Regions from separate parts of the Ovis aries genome. Here regions 2 and 3 are each linked to region 1. A link is a contact called in public Hi-C data. All regions are on one chromosome and are shown on one strand. The core of a region is the stretch at or near the end of the contact, and the rest is flanking DNA. Distances in the headings are between cores, read along the strand shown. Region 1 holds the start of TSPAN18 (tetraspanin 18). Region 2 holds the start of CD82 (CD82 molecule). Region 3 overlaps TSPAN18 (tetraspanin 18).

Region 1 (4,472 bases), core at 1,484-3,983:
GTCTGCAGTGGCCTTAACACCACCTTCACTCCTTCCTGGGGACTACTAACCCTTCTTCACAACCCCCCACCCCACACACATTTTCTCCCTTACTGGCCTCACCCCAACCCACCCCCTCTTCTCGGTGAAGCCATCTCCCTCTGTCTTCCAACAAGCCACAATCTCAGCTCCTCCCTTGCTTTCATCAAAGGATGATCTCAAAAGGGATCCTAGAAGCCATTTGCCCTGGCCCCTTGGGGTGCAGGTGGCGACCCTGAGGCCAGACAAAGCAGGACTTCCCAAGGCCATCCTGTGAGAAGGAGCGAGCCCGGCTCTCTGGAACCCAGATCACTTTCTCTTGTCCAGGACTAAACTCTTGAGGTTCCTGACTTTTGCCAAAAAGTACTTTTTGCCTAATACATTTAGAATTGGGTTTCCTGATTATGGGACATCAGAGATTCTCAAGGAAACTTTACGGGGGCCTTTAATACCCCAATGGACCTCCCGGGGAGGAGGGGTGGATGTCCCTTTCCAACTCTCAGTCCTTTTGATCTGGAGTCTTGGTTTATTGCTGCTGTGTCCTTAACACTTTTTTTTTTTCCTTGTTAAGCTTTCTTTTTCAGAGACAGAGGGGCCTCTGGCTCCACACCTTCCCTAGGCATCAGTATCTTGTTGGAATTGTTTTTTTTTTACTGTGGTTAAATATACATTGCTAGAATTTAATAACACTATTTTATTTTCACTGTATTTATTTTTATGGTTACCTCCTATTTATAGTAGCATGATGCCCATTTTCCATTTATGGTAATGATATAACATTTCTTTGTAAAAACAAGCACATTTAAGTTTTTAAAAAAAGGGAGAGAGTGATAAAACAAACAAACAAAAAACCCAAGAGTTCATTTAAAGAAAGCTATTAAGCAAATGGTTCTGTCTAGTGTGCAGATATGGCCAGATTATCCATGGAGGCAGGAGAAGGGCTGAGGTCTGGGAAACTCTGACTTGGAACCAGAGCTCTCCTCCCAGCTGGGTGTCCGAATGTCCAAATGGCCTGCTCGGTCCTCCTCTCACCCCTCCCTTCTCCTGCTTAGCCCTGCCTGCTTCTGCCAATCCCCCCGGACCCTCAGAAACTCCATCCCTCCCTCCTGGTGCCTCTGGCCCCCACCTCCCAGGCCCCCAGCACCCTCATGGTAGGTTCACGCTTTCTTCCTCTTTAAATTTATGTGGCGCCTCGCATCCAAGGAGGCCCACACAGCCGGCCTCTTCCAAGAGCATTCCAGAAACACAGAGCCTATGGGGTTTCTCAGTGCAAAGGGTCAGCCTCTCCCCCAACCCTGTTTTGGCAGCTGAAGGGGTAAATGTGGAGCCTGAAGCCCTTTCAAGTGTTCTTTGTCCTTGTTTTACAGAAACTGCACTAAAGATTTTTCTTCCCTTGGGTTAGGCGTTGCTCACTCTGGGTCCATTTAAAAACTGTGGATCCAGGTTTGTTTATTTTTTTCCCCCCAGTCATTCCTCTAAGGTATTACCCTCCCCACGATTTACTCAGTGAAACAGTTTTAAGGACCAGACATCTTCGAAGTCCTTAGAAGGATGTATCCTTTTCCTGGAATGTGGGCAAGGAAAGGCAGTGACTTCCTGCCCCTTGCAAACATTGCCCGGTGGCCTGACATCATCTTGGACATTCCTGTCCAAGACTGGAGTAGGTTCAACTCCTAGCAGTCACTCACTCCTTAGTGCGAATCAGTTGACCAAGGGGCCTCCCGCAGAGCTTGAGCCCGTTTGAATGTCCAGGCAGCCAGGCACTGGGTGTGGACGCTTCTGAACTGGGACTCAAAAAATTGTTGCCCAGGGAAAAAGAGTTGGGCAACCCAGGCCCCCTCTCCTCTAGGGGGTTAGGGGGCACTTTCACTTGGGCTGTCTGCTTTGGTCGGCTTGCTTGCCCATTTTGTCCGGGCAGGCGGGGCATTAGCTACTTCACAGAAAAGGTTCAGAGGTTAAATGTCTCGGTAAAGTCACATGTCAGTGGCTGGAGCGGGGGCTGTGGCTGAGGCAGTTGTACAAAGATGAACAGATAAGCCCTGAGATGGAGACACAGGTCTGGCCTCTTGAAATCAAGTCATTTGCCTCTCGTCTGGGGGCCGCACCCCCCAGCCCCCCTGGACCAACCCCTCCTTCCTGCCGCACTCCCTCCAGGTGTCTCTGTTAAGGACAGTAGTCCAAAGCAGCCCAGGGACAGTGAATCCCCCTGGCTTTCAACAGGTCCTTCCAGGGCAGCGGGAAGCCGAGGAGCGAGGTCCCACGGAGGATCAGCCCACCCCCAGCCCTGAGGTCCGGTCAGGGACGTGGAGGGGGCAGCGTGGACGTTTCCCTGGAACACATCCCCTGTCTAGGGTACCCCTCTCTGCACACTCCCAGCGGATCTCCTGAATTCAGACGAACCAAGGGCGGGGAGGCGGGCAAGAGGGAAGGAAGGGGAGAAGAGCAGGGAGAGGCCCCAGGGGCCCCCGGGGCGAGGCCGGGATGCCGTCCAGAAGGCAGGGACCGAGGCCGGGAGGGAGCGAGGGGGGCCGGCCCGCCGGCGGAGACGTGCCTTCGCGGCGGCGGTGGCGGCGGCTGCGGCGGCGGCGGCGGCTGGAGACTGAAGGGGAGGAGGTTCGGGGAGGGGAGGGCGCGCGGGCGAGAGCGAGGGAGGGACGGAGCGGCGGCGGGGAGGTGGGGCCGGCGGGCGGGCGGGCGGCTGCAGCTGCCGCCGGCGACTCCGGGGCTCCAGGCTGCGGGGCGGACGCAGCGCCGAGCGATCCACCGCGGAGCCGCGCGAGGCCGCCCGAGCCCCGAGCCCCGAGCGAGCGCCGCGGCCGCCGCGGCCGCCTCGCGCCAGTCTGTCCCTGGACGCGCTGCCGCCGCCGCCACCGCCGGGAAGGCAGCGGGCGCCGAGCAAGTTGCGAGCGCGCCTCTCCGCCCGGGGGAAAGTTTCCCCCGCGGCCGCCGACGCGAGTTGGCACGGGGTCCGGCCGCTGCGGCTGGAAGGTAGGGGCCCCGCACCTCTGTGCCCTCCGCGCGCCCCGCCGCCGCGCCCCCCAGGGGACTTGGGGACCCACGCGCCCCCCCCACCCCGGCGTGGTGGGGGTGGAGGGTGGAATGGGGGGGCCCTCCCAGGATGGTCCTGGGGAAGCCCGGGAACCGAGTTCTACTTCGGCTATAGGCTGGGGAAGGGGCGGGGAAGACGTGCTCGCCCGCATCCGCGCTCCGAACCCGCCGAGGGCCGGCGGCGTCCCCCGGGGACAGGTGCACCACGGCCCCGCGCTCCGGGCCGGGTGAGTCGGGGGCGCCTGCAGAACGGCGCGGGGAGGGGGGCAGGTGTGGTTACGAGGTCTAGGGGCTCGGCGAGGGCTGAGTCCGGAGGGGCGGGGGTGCGCGCCACGCCGCTCTGTAAGGGGATGGGGAGGGGCGCAGGTAGGGACTAGGGATTAGGAGCTACGATCAGGGCTGTGGGGATTGCCCGGCCCAGCGGGGCCACCGAGGGCCGGCCGCCTTCGGGGTCCCTGGGAGCGGGCCGGGGCGGGGGCGCCACGCTTTCCTTCGGGGAGGGGGGTGGTTCCCCCTTTATTCCGAACGCGGTGTGTGCGGTTTGGGGAAGCCGAGACTCCGAGGTGCTCGGTGGATCCGAAACTTGAGCACATCCAGATTTAGGGGCGCAGTGGAAGAACGCTTGGAGGGTTGGCGGGCACGGGTGGGTTCGCGCCGGCTTGGCGTCCCGGCCGTATTGAGGGGAGTTGGCTCCCGCCAGGGGGCGCCCCTCTCTGGCCCTTTCACCCCTAGAAAGGCGAGTTCTGGTTTCAGCGAGACAAACGCACGGAAATCCAGGAGCGACAGACCGCAACCACAGACCACCCCTCAACGCACGAGGGACCCCCCCTGAGGAGCACCGCACCCCGGCGGAAAGGGGGAGAGGGTCGGAGTGTGAAGCTGGGGTGCCCTCAGTTATAACTGTGCATAGGAAAGCTTGGCTTTCAAAAGCTGGTTTTTCTTGGGCGACCTGGCAGGATGTCTGGGTGAATAAAAAAAAATTTTACCCCCAGAAAAACAAAAAGGAGGAGAACTTTACATTAACAGCAAATCGGTGTGAAATGATTGGATGGGAGAATTAACTTTCTGAGGTTTCTATGAAGCCTGAAACCTAAATGGCTGAATGCATCCTTTTTGTGAAAGTTGTACCTTTGTTCCAGGGATCTGGCCAGAGCCTTTTCTGGTGTGGGTGGGTTGAGAGTCTTGGGGCGGATTCTTTCTCTGGGCACGGGGTGGGGTTGATGGGGGCGCCTAAAAGACTTCAGCAGTCCAGTGGTAAATTTCTCAAACAAGAGCCCCTCCTCTTGGGGTCTGCAGTCCACAGGCCACATTCATCCGCTCATTTCACAATTATTGGTGGAAACCTGCTGTGTGTCCCACTGTGGGACTAAATTTAGGGCCCCTGTGTGTTGAACCTGTGAGTCTGT
Region 2 (4,271 bases), core at 1,317-3,816, 150 kb before region 1:
GGACACGACTGAGCGACTTCACTTTCACTTTTCACTTTCATGCATTGGAGAAGGAAATGGCAACCCACTCCAGTGTTCTTGCCTGGAGTATCCCAGGGACGGAGGAGCCTGGTGGGCTGCCGACTATGGGGTTGCACAGAGTCGGACACGACTGAAGCGACTTAGCATCATCATCAGCAGTACCTTAAGCTTCTAGTGTGTGCCTGGCATTATGCTAGGTGCTTTAAAGACCAGGCTGAACGGCAGGGCCACTCATCGCCCTGGACAGGAGGCCACCTGTGTCTACCCAGAGCCTGCACCCCAACCCCTCCTCTATCATGCTTCAGGTATCTAAAAACCTAGATATTGCTGCCTAAATGGCCCAAGCATAGTTTTAGGATTTATATGAGCAACTTCTCCAGGTCCATCCAGGGGGACAACATGCCCTCCTATGCACCCCTAGAGATGTGACTAGTGGTAGCTGCAGGCAAGTTGTGTAGACAGAGTTTGGGCCTGTGGGCTGGGGTGTTCACAGGCCAGCATCCTAGGCTACTTGTGACACAGGGCAGAGATGGAGCTAGGAACAGAACTGGGGTGGGTGGCACGGAGGGCTGGGGTCAGGGCCGACTTACTCCACACCGCCACGTTCCCGCACAGAATTCCAGAGTACAAGAATTCTAAATTTCAGCATGGCCTTCTTGGTCGTTGTAAAGAATATTTCTCAAGGCAGAAGAACAGACATGTTTTATTTTCAGTTCAGTTCAGTTGAGGAAGGGGGTAGGGAGGGATGATGGAATCCAGCTGTTTAGCCACCTGCCAATCACCATCACCAACACTCCCGGCTTGAGGGAAGGGGATCTGGAGCAGGGTAGGAAAGGAAGGTAGTTTATGCCCATTTTGCACGGATTGGCTAGGGTGGGGAGTGGGAATCCAGCCCAAGGCAGAATAGCACCATCATTCTCAAAGTGTGGTCCGTGGACCAGCAGAATCAATATTACCCAGGGCTTTTTAGGCTCTTGGCCCCCTGCAGGAAAGACAGGGTCCTTCTAGGGAGGATAACACTATGGGGCATTTCTAGGCTTACAGGACTCCCCAACCCCACTCCTCTAGCTTCATGTGGAGATTCTATGAAGGAGACTTTTTACTAGAAAGAGAACAGTTATTTATTGAGTAGGCAGGGTGTCTAAGAGTGGCCAAACACTTCATGGGCATTACCACATTTAATCCTCAACAGCCACCCTCAAGATTGTTCCCATGATTTTCCCTTTCAAGGGCTCGGTCTAGAGAGGTTAATTAAGTACCTTCCTTATTTGCCTTGGGTCACAAGGCTCCCAGGAGCCTCCCTGGTTTTTGTGATTCTCACATCACACTAACTTCACCTTTATGCTGAACAGTGTTTCTCGAGTGTGACTTAGAATCACTCTGAAGCCTTGTTAAAGCAAACTTGCCAGGCTCACACCTCAGAGTTTTTTAATCAGTAGATCTGAGATGGGGCCCCCAAACACATGTTCCTAACAAGTTCCCAGATGCTACTGCTGCTGCTGCTGCTGGTCTGAGGACTGTGCTTCGGGAACCACCTTGTTGGGCAGGGATCCAGCTCCCCAGCCTACTCCACCCATGCAACACCAGCATAATCAAGTTCTTGTGAGATGTCAGTGAGATAATGGGAGAGAAAGAGCTTTGTCAGCAAGACAGGTCAATGGCTCTAGTCATTACACAGGGACCCGAGGAGGGCGATGGGATGCAAGTGGGGGTACCACAGCCATCTGAAGATCTTTTGCCACCCATCTTAACTCTGAGCCACTTCTCAAGAGAGAAAGCCACCTTCACAGGGATGGACCAGCAACCCTTCCCTGCCACCCAGCTCATCACCCCACGCCTCCTCCCCTTACCTCCGGCAGCCTGCTAGAACTGTCTCAGCAGCTGGCTGGCCTGGGCTACTTCTCCAGGGGCCAGTCCAGACAAGCTGGTGCAGCATCAAGCCTTATGATTCACGGCCCTGGGGCTGGGTCCTGCTCACCACCCGTGTGAGACTCGGGAGGCCCCTGACTTCCCTTCTCTGAGCCTCAGGTTGCTCATCGGTAAAACGGATGCAACACTTGGCCAGAGTCTTGCGAATTCAACGGCCAGTCCTTGTAAAGTACTCTTCTTAAGCCGGAGTCTGGCATAGAGCCTGGCCCATGGCGAGAGTTCAATCCGTGGTGGCTGTTAGTATTTTCAAATCGTGTCTGGGTCCAAGCTACGTCTTGATAGAGGCCAGGACTTGGAACGCAAGCCGCTCCCACGCCGCCGTTCCCCGTTGCACCCGGATATACCCGCCCTGGAATGCCAAGTGTGGGCCCCCCACCCCCTCGCCCGGAGGCGTGCCTGCCCGGGGTAGGGTTGCCAAGGCAGGGCAGGATTAGACAGGCGGTGAAGCGAGGGAAGGGGCGTTCCTAGGGAGTGGCCTCTTCCTAGGAGGGCTGGTGGCGGGGGGATATAGCCCCGAAGCGGAGGGAGGCAGAGGCAGGGATGCTGGGAGGACCTTCCAGCGGCCTGGGAGGAGCCTGGGAATGTTGAGGAAGGCTGAGGAGGGGGCGGGACCGTTAGGTAGCGCTGAGACGGGGCGCTTCCCACCCAGCCTGGGCTGGAGCTCGGGGCCTGGGCCAGAGAGAGCTTTTTATCCAGGCAAGGCCCGGCGGCTGGAGGTGGAGTGGGGTAGGCCTAGGGAGGGTGACCGTGGGGGCGGGGCCGACCGGGAGTGTTTTGGGGGGGAGCCGTAAGCGGGGCGGGGCAAGGGGCGCAGCTCCACTCGCCACAGGGCCCGAGGAGGGGGAAGGCCGAGGCGAGCAGAGCCGGGTCGGGCTGGGAGCCCAGCCACGTTCCAGTAGAGCCTGGAGGCTGAGCTGGAGGCGCGGCTTGGGCCGCGTCCGGAGGCCGAGGGGCGTGCCCGGGGGCGTGTCCTCTGGAGGGGGCGGGGCCAGCCGAGGCCGTTGAGTTCCCCGAAGACCGCTGGGAGGGGAACGGACGATCGAGCGACTGAACCCGGCGCTGCGCAGTCGGACGCGGAGCACTGGGGCGCAAGCGGGCGACTCTTGAGCTTGCAGCGCCGAGCTAAAAAAAAAAAAGAGCAGAGGCGGCAGGTGAGAAGTGGGTGGGGGAGGCCCTCCGGCAAACCAGGAGCAAGGTTAGTCTTCGCCCCCAGTTTCCAGAGCCCGCTCGGGGCAGCTTTCTCGGAACAAGTGACAGGTCGGGCCGCGCAGGCAAGCTGGTGGTTGATTGAGAAGGAGCTTAAGTTCCAAGTCCTGACCGCCACCCGCCTCCCAGTTCTCTGCCTCCGCCGCGCACCAGCTGTGTGACCCCAGGCGCGTCCCCCTCGCCCCCCCGATTAACCGGCTTTGGACCTCTCGGGTTCCAGTACAAGGAGGGGCTGGACCCAGGTGGCCTCCGTGCTTCCACTGCCCTTTCTCGCTAGGAACCCTCGGAAGGTGAGGCCGGCAAGTGAAAGCGAGAGCGGACTGCAACAGGTATTTCAGATCGCGTCACCCAGACTAGTCTGTTTCCCTGCAGAGTGGCACTGAGCAAAGGGGGCTCTCTGTGAGCTTGAAGCGCATTGCTTTAAGGGTCTCACTCGTTCCTCCGATGGGACTTGAACTCACAGGCCTGGGAAAGCTGGAGAGCGGAGGGGGCGTGGTGACCCAAGTCTGGGAGGTCTCAGCCTTCCCTTCCCCACACCTGTGAGAGCCCAGTAAGACGTGGGGTGGGAAACTCAGCGGGGACTTTGCCCACCGCGCCCCCCCCCCCCCCCGCCCCGCCCCGCCCCGTCCCAGGGCTTTTCCAGGTGAGGAGGCTTGGGAGGCCCCTGGCGGAAGCTAGGGGACAAGGTCTTATCTGGGTGAGTGGGGAAGACAAGGGAAAACCCCACCAAACGTTGGGCCCAAAGTCAAGCTCAGAGCCTAGGGCGCTTGCTGCATGCCAAGTTCCTTCTTGGGCTGGAGGTTTCTGTCCCTGTGGCGGTGGGTGTTCTGTGCTGGGCCCTAGTAGCTAGTTCGGTGGTCAAGGCGTTGGGACCACATTGATTCGGGTTCCAGTCACTTTCCATGCTTCAGTTTCCTCATTTGTAAAGTGGGCATAGTGATGGTAATCAATGGTAGTGGTGGTTGTTGTTCAGCTGCTAAGTTGTGTCCCTCTCTTTTGTGACCCTGTGGACTGTAGCCTGCCAGGCTCCTGTGTCCATGGAATTTCCCAGGCAAGAATACTGGAATAGGTTGCCATTTCCTTCTCCAGGGGATCTTCCCGACGACCCAGGAATT
Region 3 (4,459 bases), core at 1,918-4,417, 180 kb after region 1:
GGCGGGGGCCGGTCAGCGATGCGTCCTCGCAAGGCGTCTAGCGCCCCCTGGTGGACAGCTCTGTGCAGTGTCCAATGGTGCCGGCGGTCTGGGCTTGGGGAGCCTGGGACTCTGAAAGGATCTGAGTACGGGGGTCCCAGGACACACCAAACCCATCCTCCCCCGCCCACCCTGCGCCTCGGTGCTTGAACAGGCTCATCCAGCATGAACGGGCTCATCTCTGAAGCCAAGACAAAAACCACGCTGGCGCTCTGGGCCAGGAGCAAGCTGGGGGCCTCGCAAGCCCTCTCCAGCTAAGTGGCTCCTTCAGAGCCTGCCAGCTGGACGAGGCATCGCTCTCCCCAGTGCCTAAGGAAAAAGGCTGAGACCCAGGAGGGGGCTGGCTGCAGCTCTCCCCGGAGAGAGGCTTAAGTCCTGGCTGTGGCTGGTCTGCCCCCAAACCTTAGAGTCTCCCCTCTCTCCGCCTCCTCCTCTGCGGTCTCCCTCCAGCCTCTGCTTCTCCCCTTCTTTTCTCGCTCTTCCTCTGCCTCTGTCTCCCTGTCTCTCTCTGCCTTCCTCCTGATCCCTTGGTTTCTGTTCCTGCTGCGCTTCCTTCTCCTTCTCCTGGACGCCCCCTTGTCTGCCCCTCTCTCCCTTCCCCGCACTTCCTTGACTTCCCCTGCCTCCCCTCTCCTCCTCCCCTTCCTTCTTGCCCAGTCCACTCCACTGTCCTCTCTGTCACAAGCCTAAGGCACACAACCCGAGGTCACAGTGCAGGTCAAAGGCAGGGGACGCTTGGACCCGGGTCTGCTGTCTCAGAGGGACTGGTCCAGAGGCTCCTCCCCTGGAATGCACTCAAGCGGTTCAAAACTCAGCCAAAATTATATGCAAAATATTATGTCTGGGCCTCTGTGTGTGTGGCTATACATGTGTGTTCTGTGTGTGTGTGGTGCATGCTTGCGTGTTTCTGGGATTCCCACAGCTTCTGGAAGGTTTTCAGATTGATTCATAATCTGAAAAGTAAGAAGAAACACTTTTTTTTCCCAACCTGGACTCAGCCATGCAGGGTGGTTCCAGCACCGAGTCTCACCCCTCCTTGTTTGTTAAAGAAGCCTGAGCCGCCTCGTCACCCTTTCGGGAAGAAGCAAAGACTAGTCTTGGGAGAAGCCAAGAGAGTGACTTCAGTCCCCTCTGGAACTGGGGCTCAAAGGCCCGCAGAGAGAGGAGGCCTGGAGATGGAGGTCACCTGGGGGACCCCTGCCCCTGCTTGGAGGCTAAGCCCTAAGGGGTCCCAGTGACCCTTAGCCCAGGAACAATGGTCCTGATGTCACCTAATGACCTACTTTTCTAAAACATTTTTCCAAACAGTCCTGTTGATCAATTCTAGAGCATTTTCATGGACCACAAGACTACTTCAGCCTATTAGTGACATTTTGTGGCATCCCTTTTTGCCTAGCTGCTCACCTATAAACAGTTCAAGGAATGTTTCTAACCCATTTATTGAAAGCTTCACATTTTCAAAATATTTGATAACCAAGGCATGCTAAATTGGAAAAGAGAATAGCAAAAAGGGAAGAGTATAATTTAAAAGCGATAAAACGAGCTGAATTGTACAACAAGTATGTAAATTTGGTAAATATTATTAGAAATGAGAGCGAAAAGCAGATGTATTGTAGGCAGATGGGTTAGGAAAGTCTGGAAATGCTCACAAGTAGGCAAAATAGCAGCTTTTACCCCTTTATTAATCGCCTGATCCTATGCAAAGCGTTGTAAATTTGATGTTGAGGAATTACTGGCAAGTGTGCCCTCAGACAAATGGGATGAGGTCAGATAACTCAAGAGAAACACACTCTGGGAAAGGCCCTGGTTCGGGGGAGCCCCAGAAAGCATCAGCCCTGTGGCTGGGTCCAGGCGGGATGCCCCTTCAAATAACCAGGAGTAATCTCGTCAAGCAGGAGGCAATTGTTTCACGCTGGAGATGCTGGCAGAAGTGATCTTGTTACTCATGTTGGCCCCACAGCCCTGCACTTTCCTCCAGGTGACTTACACACTCATGTCACCCACTCCGTGCCCAGGCTTTTGGGGGGCCCTGCTTCAGGCAGGAACAGTGGCCAGGAGATCTGCAGACCCTCCTCCTCTGGGGAGACCTGCTTTCCCCATCAATGAGTTACGGGTTTATTCTTTCATCTCATCTCAGGACTTATGCTTTTCATCTCGTGGATTTCATTTCATGGATCATGAATCTTGGCTCAGTGGAAACTCCATCAGAGTGGGGATCACATCACCCTTGTGTGTATTTGTATATCAGTACCTAGCACAGTGGGCTTCCCGGGTGGCTCAGAATGATGAGGAATCCACCTGTCAAGGCAGCAGATGAGGGTTTGATCCCCGGATCAGGAAGATGCCCTGGAGAAGGAAATGGCAACTCACTCCAGTATTCTTGCCTGGGTAGTCCCAGGGAGAGAGGAGCCTGGCAGGCTACAGTCCATGGGATTGCAGAAGAGCTGGACACGACTTAGCAACTAAACCACAACGACCTAACACAGTACCTGGCACAGAGCATGTGCTCAGTAAACAGGCCTGGACTGAAGGGGTAGAGAGGGGGCCTGGGCCAGAGCATGGCCTCTGCAGTCAGAAAAGCCTGGGGACAAGCCTGGACTGAAGGGGCAGAGAGGGGGCCTGGGCCAGAGCATGGCCTCTGCAGTCAGAAAAGCCTGGTTCTTATCCCTGCCGTGCCACTTCCTGGCTGTGTGACCTGGGGTCAGTCACTTAAGCTCTCTGAACTTCAGATTCCTCATATGTAAGCTGAAGATGATAATACCACCTTACCCGCCATAATACTGTGATCAGCATTCAATAAGAAAATGTACATCTTGCTTAACTCTGTTCCTGGCACATATAAGCATTTGATAAATTGAAAACGAAAGGATTGGTGTTGATCCACAAGAGACCCTGCAGGCCAGCTGAGTCTTAAAACGTGGGGCTCTGGTTCTGACAGGTCAGGAAGCAGACCTGCAGTAAGCCTCACTGCAGTCAGCTGTGTGGGGTGACCTAGGACTGAAGTTGGGAGGTAGAGCTCCCCAGCCGGAAAGGAGAGTGACAGAAGGCCTCCTGTACCCTGGGCAGCCTGCCCCAGGCCACAGTGCCCATCCCATCCCCCTCCACTTCCACGAGCTGGTCCTTGGGTTAAGAGGTATGTTCCCCGCCTCTGCAGCCTCTCCTCCCTCTGACAGTGATGAAGGGCCCTGGCAGGGCTCCTGGCACCTCCATTTGGCTGGTGACAGATGGTCATCCGATTCTGTTTCACAAGGCCTCCATGGAGACCCGCCCTGCCCTCTGCCCTCTCAGTGCAGTTGCTGGCAGTCCTCAGGCTGGCATAAAGAGCAGCCTCGGAAATGGTTTCCACCCCAGTGATGTGACGGAGCTGTCTCTGCCTATCGATCTCAGCTTAGACAGTTATAAACTATGGATGAGACGGAGCTCGTGAACTCCGCGTGCTCATCACTCCGGGAGTGTGCGTGCACTTTCCAGGGCATTTAGCACCACATCAGTGAGATAATGCAGTGGAGCGCCGTGCACAGCGTGAGAATGGCTCAGTGGTGGCTCAGAACCAAGCGCGAGCGTGGCCTTCCTGGAGACAAGCACTGGTCTCTGGAAAATGCATGATAACTATCACCTGTCCAGTGCTTGGCGCTTCCTGGGTGGCACTACTGTTAAAGAACCCACTTGCCAACTTAGGAGACTCAAGACATGCAGGTTCAACCCCTGGGTCAGGAAGATCCCCTGGAGGAGGGTGTGACAACCCAGTCCAGTATTCTTGCCTGGAGACAATCCCATGGACAGAGGAGCCTGGTGGGCTACAGTTCACAGGGTCCCAAAGAGTCGGACACAACTGGAGCGACTTAGCACTCACGCACTCCTTCCGCATCCAGCGCTTAACACCTGGGCATGGATCGTATATAAGCCATTTCACTGAATCATTTGGGCAGCCTGGCAAAGCAGCTGCTGACCATCAACACCCTTGTTCTATTGATGGAGAAACCGGAACCCAGACATGGTAGAAGCTGACAGAGCCAGCCCAGCTGGCAAGCGGCACAGTGGAAAGAAACAGGGGACCTCCGATTCTAGAACACCATCCTAACACCATGTTATCCTGGAGCCCAGGAAAGCCTCCAGGTCTTAAGACTTTCAAAGCGAGGCAGTGGGGGCTGAAGTGCTGAGGACAAGCTCAGGACCCTTCGCTTCCTTCCAGCCTGGGCACACACGGTGCACACTGGAAGTTCGGAGGACTTTGGCCTGAGCAAGGGAGCAGGTCCTGGGGCCGCCGTGCGCATGTGCGGCTGGGGCTTCAGGGCCCTGCTGGTGGTCTCCACGTGGGGTGACAGCTCCAGGATGGTCCCAGTGCAAGCGGACAATGCTGAGTGATGAGGACACAACCATCCACCCACAACAGTGCCCATGATGGCCCGGGCCTGGAGAT

The links. Hi-C and Micro-C count contacts between places; a contact is called where the count stands out from the background.
Region 2: a Hi-C map of muscle shows a contact between it and region 1, with 2.9 times the contacts expected there. The contact joins the promoter of CD82 here to the promoter of TSPAN18 in region 1. A contact is called at or near these places in 2 of 16 Hi-C or Micro-C datasets (muscle and skin fibroblasts).
Region 3: a contact with region 1 is called in a Hi-C map of tail adipose tissue, with 4 times the contacts expected there. The contact joins the enhancer-like site here to the promoter of TSPAN18 in region 1. A contact is called at or near these places in 10 of 16 Hi-C or Micro-C datasets (blood, hypothalamus, liver and 6 more).

The regions. Positions count from the first base shown.
Region 1 is chr15:73,701,988-73,706,459 of ARS-UI_Ramb_v3.0, forward strand. TSPAN18 (tetraspanin 18) reads left to right here and starts at 2,734. Exons shown (of 11, transcript XM_060399535.1): 1 at 2,734-3,006.
Region 2 is chr15:73,553,372-73,557,642 of ARS-UI_Ramb_v3.0, forward strand. It overlaps CD82 (CD82 molecule), which reads left to right and starts at 2,567. Exons shown (of 11, transcript XM_060399530.1): 1 at 2,567-2,676; 2 at 3,434-3,485; 3 at 4,246-4,271. LOC121816714 (a long non-coding RNA gene) reads right to left here and starts at 2,286. Exons shown (of 2, transcript XR_006056414.2): 1 at 1,872-2,286; 2 at 706-837.
Region 3 is chr15:73,885,799-73,890,257 of ARS-UI_Ramb_v3.0, forward strand. All of the region lies in intron 6 of TSPAN18 (tetraspanin 18), which reads left to right. Among named protein-coding and RNA genes, the nearest start is that of TP53I11, 39 kb to the right of the region's middle. Within about 2 kb of position 3,168, at least 5 of the 54 cell types and tissues checked have an H3K27ac peak or open chromatin away from gene starts, as enhancers often do. A contact at or near this core is called in muscle and tail adipose tissue, where this site is marked.